Linked DNA regions of Mus musculus: region 2 is linked to region 1. The links are chromatin contacts, called in public capture Hi-C maps. All regions are on one chromosome and are shown on one strand. Each heading gives the region's core, a stretch centred on a gene start, on an enhancer-like site or on the middle of the called end of the contact. The rest is flanking DNA. Distances are from core to core; before and after follow the strand shown.

Evidence for each region. Capture Hi-C pulls out chosen DNA fragments and counts their contacts.
Region 2: a capture Hi-C map of macrophages shows a contact between it and region 1, with 4 times the contacts expected there. The contact joins the promoter of Pard3 here to the promoter of Coa6 in region 1. A contact is called at or near these places in 2 of 39 promoter capture datasets (both in liver), 2 of 484 Hi-C or Micro-C datasets (embryonic stem cells and uterus) and 2 of 9 other capture datasets (adipose tissue and macrophages).

What each region holds. Positions count from the first base shown.
Region 1 is chr8:126,421,039-126,424,187 of GRCm38.p6, reverse strand. Coa6 (cytochrome c oxidase assembly factor 6) reads right to left here and starts at 1,687. Exons shown (of 2, transcript NM_174987.4): 1 at 1,358-1,687. The coding sequence starts at 1,501. It overlaps Gm51604 (a long non-coding RNA gene), which reads left to right and starts at 1,818. Exons shown (of 2, transcript XR_003947620.1): 1 at 1,818-1,919.
Region 2 is chr8:127,062,690-127,066,297 of GRCm38.p6, reverse strand. It overlaps Pard3 (par-3 family cell polarity regulator), which reads right to left and starts at 2,242. Exons shown (of 25, transcript NM_001309391.1): 1 at 1,825-2,242. The coding sequence starts at 1,944.

The DNA of each region.
Region 1 (3,149 bases), core at 438-2,937:
CACAACACTGCTTCCTCTGAAGCCTCATCCCTCCCCTTAAGTCCCTTTGGTTTGATGGCCTCTGTCCCTCTGTTGTATTTGACATGGTATTCATAAATCTGTTCAGTCTGTCTGTCAATCTTGAACTAACTGCACTAGAATGGGTGTTGCATAAAGGATATAAGATTAAAAAGCATATGATATCCCTCACATTTTGTGGCAAATTATTGTAACATCTGTCAGGATCAATGCCCCAAGAGACAATTACATTTAAAGGTAATTTAGGCATTCCATCCCAACTTAAATGGGGTGGGACAAGCCATACCTTCTACAGGACTGATTGATCAGAACGGGAGTGACTACGGAGAGGTTTGATTGCTGCCAGGTCTGTCTTTAGCTCTCTCTACTCTTAAGCTCTCTTAATCCCTTGCCCTCTTCTGTGACTGACATAACACCCTGGTGACAGGTGAAACCTTCTGTAATGTTTTAACAGACCACTGGCTTCCACCAACCAGAAGGCTTCCTTTGCTGTAACAAACTTACCTTTTGTTTCCACCGTTTGTTCTGTTCCATAAGACTGCATAAAACTTCTGCCAAATGGTATCTGGGGAAAACCTCATACTCTGTTCCTGAGCCAGTCACTCATATTTGGCTACAAAACAGACTAGCCCTTGAAGCGAGAGCAGTATTTTGGTGTTGACAACAGCTTGTCCAGAACTCAGCACCTCTTAGGGTGTTTCTCCTCCCGAACCTGTGGGTGCACCAGCCACCCTGAGCTGTGGTTCTCTTGTCCCTGCATAGCACATGCCCACATCTTTCTCATAGGACCGCTGTAGAGCAGAGTACACGTACACTTCAGGATCTTAGTTCGAATCCTCCACTACAGAGGCTGCTTCATCCTGGAGAAATGTTTCTCCTCTGATGCATGACTCCCGCGGCATAAATCTGGATGCAAGACCTCCCAAGGCTGAATTTAAAATCCCAGCGAATGAATCCAAGTGTCTCTCTCAGAACACATTCCCATGATCCTCCATCTCCTCCCCACCCTCTCATGCACGAGTGTCTTTGGACACACCTCTCAGTCTTTATAGGAGTCGACAGAGGCTGGGACAAGGCGAAGAGAGGGAAGAACTAATACTGAGTGAGCCAGACTGCTTAATATGACCAGGCTCTAGGGGAGGAGCTGTGAGAAAGGCTATGGACGCCTGCAGAAGTCACAGCGCTGTACCACCAGGTCCCTTCTCCAGAGTCTGGTAGCGCTGTCATTTTCTCCAGTAATACCAACTAACTGGTGACTTCCAACGCGTGACCTTGCTCCTCAAAACCCACCCTAAGGTGAGGGTGCGCGCAGGGATGTGTTGCACCCCGCGGGACTTACCCACTGCTGGGGGCAGCTGGCCTCGAACGAGCTCCTCAGCTTCTGGCACCGGGCCGCGTCCTCCGCGTTGTCGTCCAGGCAGCGCCAGTACAGGTCGCGCGCACCCCAGCATGCCTGCCTTTCCTTCATGGAAGGGGCTGCCATTCCTGCCTGCAGTGGTCACGCGGGAAGCCACGCAACATGCGACCGGGGCTCAGCCTACGTGGGAGAGCGGTGTGGACTGTGGTTCCCGCACGGCGGTGTCGCCCCGCAGGTCCACCGACTGCACAGGGAAACTCACTGCGAAAGTACCCGCCGCCGATTGACCTGCCCCGGCCTCCGTTTGCAAATAGAAGGGCGGGACTTCCGGCCGAGTCCGTTTCTCCGGCGGATAATTTCCGGCACCAGGGGCGTGGCCTATGGGCGGAAACTAATATCTGATTGGTACCGCCCTCTGTAGCTGCGGCTGCCCTGATTGGCTGAAGAGGGACCCGGAATTGGCGGAGGCGGCCGAGCCGGCACCAAGCTCCGTTCTCAGAGTGTGGTGAGAAGGGGATAGCTCGCCGGAGAGCGCCGACTCTGGGTGAGGGTGAAGCTGAGGTTGGCCATGCTAGAGGTTCCCTGTGCCTTTTATCAATGTCAGGTTATAAAAAGGTATCCGGGCGTGGTGGCACACGCCTTTAATCCCAGCACTTGCGGGGCAGAGGCAGGCAGATTTCTGAGTTCGAGGCCAGCCTGGTCTACAAAGTGAGTTCCAGGACAGCCAGGGCTACACAGAGAAACCCTGTCTCGTATATTTATCTCATTTTATCGATATGGCTGCAATTATGACTGTGCATAATGGTACATCAAGAGCAGACATGAATGAAATGGGAAATAAAAGCAGTGATGTTCGCAGCCAGCCACAGCTGTCTGTATATCTCTTCCCGACCGTCATAATCAAGAATTCATTGGAAACTGAAATAACAGTAGCAATTTCAGTAGTGAAGTTTAGCTCTGTAGATGACAAGAAAGTGAGGCTCTTATAAACAAATGAAGTTTAGCAAAGTGTACAGTTTCTAGAGAGATGGTGCTAGTAGAAATTTAAATTTGCACTGAAAATCCTTCTACAGACAAATTCCAGATAGTTCCTCCAGGAGGTTCCTCTCGACTTTTACTAATTAAATTCTACCTGTATTCTTGCTACTGTTAACTTGTACTAGTTACAGAACCTCCCCAACTCTGAAATAACAAACTCCTTGGAACTCATTGATTTATAAGAGAGAGGAAGAGGAGGGAGAGGGATAAAATGGTGTGATAATGCTTTATATGTCTCACTTAACTAAGAGGGTTTGCTGTAGAAGGATTAATGTACATGATTATGGGAGCCATCCAAGACTTTGTTGAAGGTGTTAGACATTATGCATTGTATGTTCCCCAGTGTCTTGCCAATATATTAAAAAAAAAAAAAAGTCCTATTCAAAACTCTGGTGGACCTGTATGAGAAAATATGATTTAGGGGTTGAAAATTAATTTTTAAAAATTTATTATTTTGTATGCATGGGGGTACTACATGCATGCAGCCTTGAAAAGGTTTTTTTTTAGCCCCACTCATCTACACAAACCCAAACAGCATCATGAAATGGACAGAAAAGACAAGTTGCAGTGCAGGCATTCACTATACCTACAAACCGTAAGACATAGAAACCCTTTCCTTCTCTAAAGGTGCACAAGACAGATGCAACACTGCTGAGAAAATGAGCAGTCTATGCAGATACTGAATCCTCATTGGTTACCACAGCAGTATATGCAAATACTGACGTCCTCATTGGTT
Region 2 (3,608 bases), core at 993-3,492, 640 kb before region 1:
CCTATCAGCAAGGGCCCTCAACTCTATCCTTCCAACATCCCAGGGACAACATTTCCCCACAGAAACACCACGGCTGTCCCCACCTGAGGGATCACAAGAATCTTGTCTCAGACTCTCACAACCTATTAAGAACAAAGAATCCTACATATCCCTTAGATGCCCAACACCCACAACACAATAAATACTTAATATGACTTGAAATAGTAAATGTTTCATTCCTATGGAAAAATTAATAATTCAGCCAGTCAAACAGTTACCTGTGTATTTCCCAACAGGCAACTTGACCATTGCCCAGGGTGTGCAAGATGAAAGAAACATGGCTAGCTTTACAAACAAAATCGGCAAAGCAAGAGGTCAACATGGTCATGCTCTCTGCTCTGGAAGTAGGCACACTTCTATATTCTACATATGTTACTGCCATTTTTCTTTTCTTTCACAACTAATGATGTTTGTCTGCAGAGTACAAAGACAACCTGGTTTTCCCTTACAATAGTAAATCACCAACTGTCAGTCAGAAATGATGCTTAAAACACTTAAGTGTGAAGTTACAGAGGATTTCCCCTCTTGTCAGCTTTACAAGATAAACAGGTGCCCAATTTCCACTAATGTTGTTTGATTTTTCAATGAGTTCGACCAACTGGAAGAACACTTACAGCTGTTGAACTCAGCATCTCCTATCCCTGTACCAGATTGCCAACCATCCCCCAAAGTCTCCTTAAAGGGGCAATCTTGTGTTATATTTTCCAACACAGACTAAAAACAAAACAAAACAAAACAACGGTGTAACCATTTTGCCCTTTCTTAATTTCAGCGAAAAATGGAGGGTGACCCACGAGCATTCAGCGACATATGCAGACAAAGCCACCTTCTCCTCTCGCTTGTTCTGAAGTCACAGAAGGCAGGCCACTGAACAGACAACAGACGGGGAAATACCAAAGGGAACACATTCCACTCTCATACAAAGGAAATATCCTCAGGTGCTAGAACGAAACTTCAGCGTGGGCTGTTGTCAAACACAGAGGGTAAAACAACCTACAAAACGCCCTTCCACTTCTGACCTATTATGGAGGAATGCGGTTTAATGGAGACAATGTTCTCCATGAGGAAAACAGAGAAATAGAGGCTACTTCGACCCCAGGCCCAGTGAAGCCCGGGCTCCTCACTGGAGCACATCCAGCTAGGTAGGGGTAGAGAGCCAGAGGGAGTTCTGACTCCAGGAGCGAGTCTAGGCTTAGGTGTTTTAAGGAGCCGAGCACCGGAGCCACTCCATCGCCCCCACCTTAGCCCATGAGCCTGGCCGACCCAAACACGGCTGCACGCGCGACTCGGAGATCCCGCAAGAACACAGAAGGTCCACGGCCCGGCTGCGGCTCCCGCGTGTACCAGATCGCTCAACTCTTCCCACACTCCCCAAAGTTCCGTGGGCAACCCTCCGGGACAGGCCTGCTCCGGGAGAGGCCTGGAGCTGGATTGCCAGGGCCCGCGGACGGTCGGGCAAAGGCGCCCCGCCAGGCAACGCCGCGCCTCCCGCGTGCCGCACTCTGCCTCGCCCCGTGCGGGCTCTGGGCACCCGGCCGTCCACTCCTAAGCCCGGAGGACCCAGACAGTGTCCAGGGACCGTGAGGGTGGCGATCGCGGCCCAGCCGGAGCGCGCCGAGAACTTTACGGCCGCGGGTCCGGGCCGGGGGCGCCGGCGAGGCCGTCGGCTGCGGCACTTTCCCTTTCCCCGCCTCCCGGTCTCCCTCCTCCGTCTCCAGGAAGCGCCATATTGATCCCCGCGCCTTTCCCCCGTCCGCTCCCCGCCGCGCGCCCCAGGCCACTCACCTTGGCCACGGCCTTCCGGTAGCGGGTCACCGCCTGCTGGATGAGGCTGAAAACTTTCATGCGGCCATCTCCGCACGGCACGACCACCCGGGTCCTCCCGAAGCACACGGTCACTTTCATGCCGCCGTCCCTCGCTGTCCGTGGCCGGAGCGGCGCTGGGCCGGGAGACTGTACGCAGGGCGCGGTGGGGCCGCTGCGCCGGCGCGCCGGCGGCTAGAGGCGCGAGCAGGCGGCCGCACAGAGCTGCCCGGCTACCATGTCCAGCCCGGCCGCCTTCGCCTGGCCTTGCCTGTCCCCGCCCGGGCGCCTGCAGCCTCCGGCCACCTGTTCGGCGTCTCGGCGTCTTGGCGCGCTCGGCGGCGGCCCGGGGCCGTGTGGCGCTCGCGCTCAGTCGGGACTCCGAGGAGGGGACGGCGAGGCAGGGAGGAGGAGCAGCGACGGGCTGGGCGCACAGCACCGCGCGCAGGCGGCAGGAGGAGGCGCAGGGCGGGGCGCCCCGAGGCCTCCGCCGCTGCCCGGCCGCTCGGTTCACCGCACGGCGAAGCGCGTCGCAGCCCGCGGCGCTGTGCTCGGGCCAGCGCGGGGCAGGGCGCGTCCTCCTCCAGCCCACTTGCCGTAGGCTGCAGTGGGAGGCCCACTCCGGGACGCCCCACCCACGCCCCCAGAGGGCTCCAGCGAGGTCCTCTTCCTTTCTTTGTGACTTTTAATCCCCTTCCTGGGAGAAAGCAGTTTAAGCTCGGAGACGCCTTTAGAGCCCGAGAGCCACCGAGTCGCGCTGGCGAAGATAGGAAGCTCCAGGTCAGGCAAAGCAGGGTTTCTATCCTAAGTGCCTGGCTCCGGTGCAAGGCCGGGCGGCGCTGTTCTGTAGCAGAGATTAATTGGCTGCTCCCGAGAGAGGTTGAAGACGCGTGGACGCCCTGGTACTTCCTCTTGAGGCCACTATTTACCTTAAAGTTTCTTGGTGACCCACTTGTTTAAATAAGCAGGACTTAACACCGCAGTTCAAATACATCTGTTTCTTGAAAATTCCTCAATCTAAGCAACCTAAAACCCTCTGAAAAAAAACACAGTACGAACGCTCGGAGGGAAGGCTGTTCTAGATAGGCTATTCCCTCGCTGCTAAGGCTGCCTCAAAACTCAGGCACTGACACACCCCCAACTCCACAGGGAGTGGGTGATAAGCAAACTCTAAGGTGTTTAATAACAAAGTGGACCAAGTCTAGAGAAGTGACTGAAGCTGCTTTCTGACTTACTTAGAAAATGTGATCCTTAAATAAATGTTGTCTTCAAAGAATGGCAAACTTCAAGAGAGTCGCTGTTGACCTGAGTTTGTCCCACACAATACAGTAAGTTCAGTTTGACAGTTAATTTGCATGATATTTTAAGCCTATTAAAACTCCTGTGGTCCCCAGAATTTGAGCATCTACAGCTGGTGCTGAGGGCTCTCCATCCATCCCTCCTTTCTTTTAAAAATAATAAGCAAAACAAAGAAATCCCTTGGCTTTTTAGACTCCTGCACAGTCTCCTTGGCCATGCGGCTCTAGGTCAGAGGAAACATCACATTTTCTCCCTTCTGACTGCTCTCAGTCCATCCGATGATCACTGGTCCCAGCAAATGTATCGTCCTTTCAGGGGTCCGTCAAGAATTCACCCTCCCAAAGTCCACAAGAGAACTCTTGCGTGCACATAGCCATGGGAAAGACTCTTATTATCTCTACATGGCTATATCTATCATTCAACTTGTCTACCAGTGCCTGTGCTGGTCGCACTATGTCGGTGAGTCC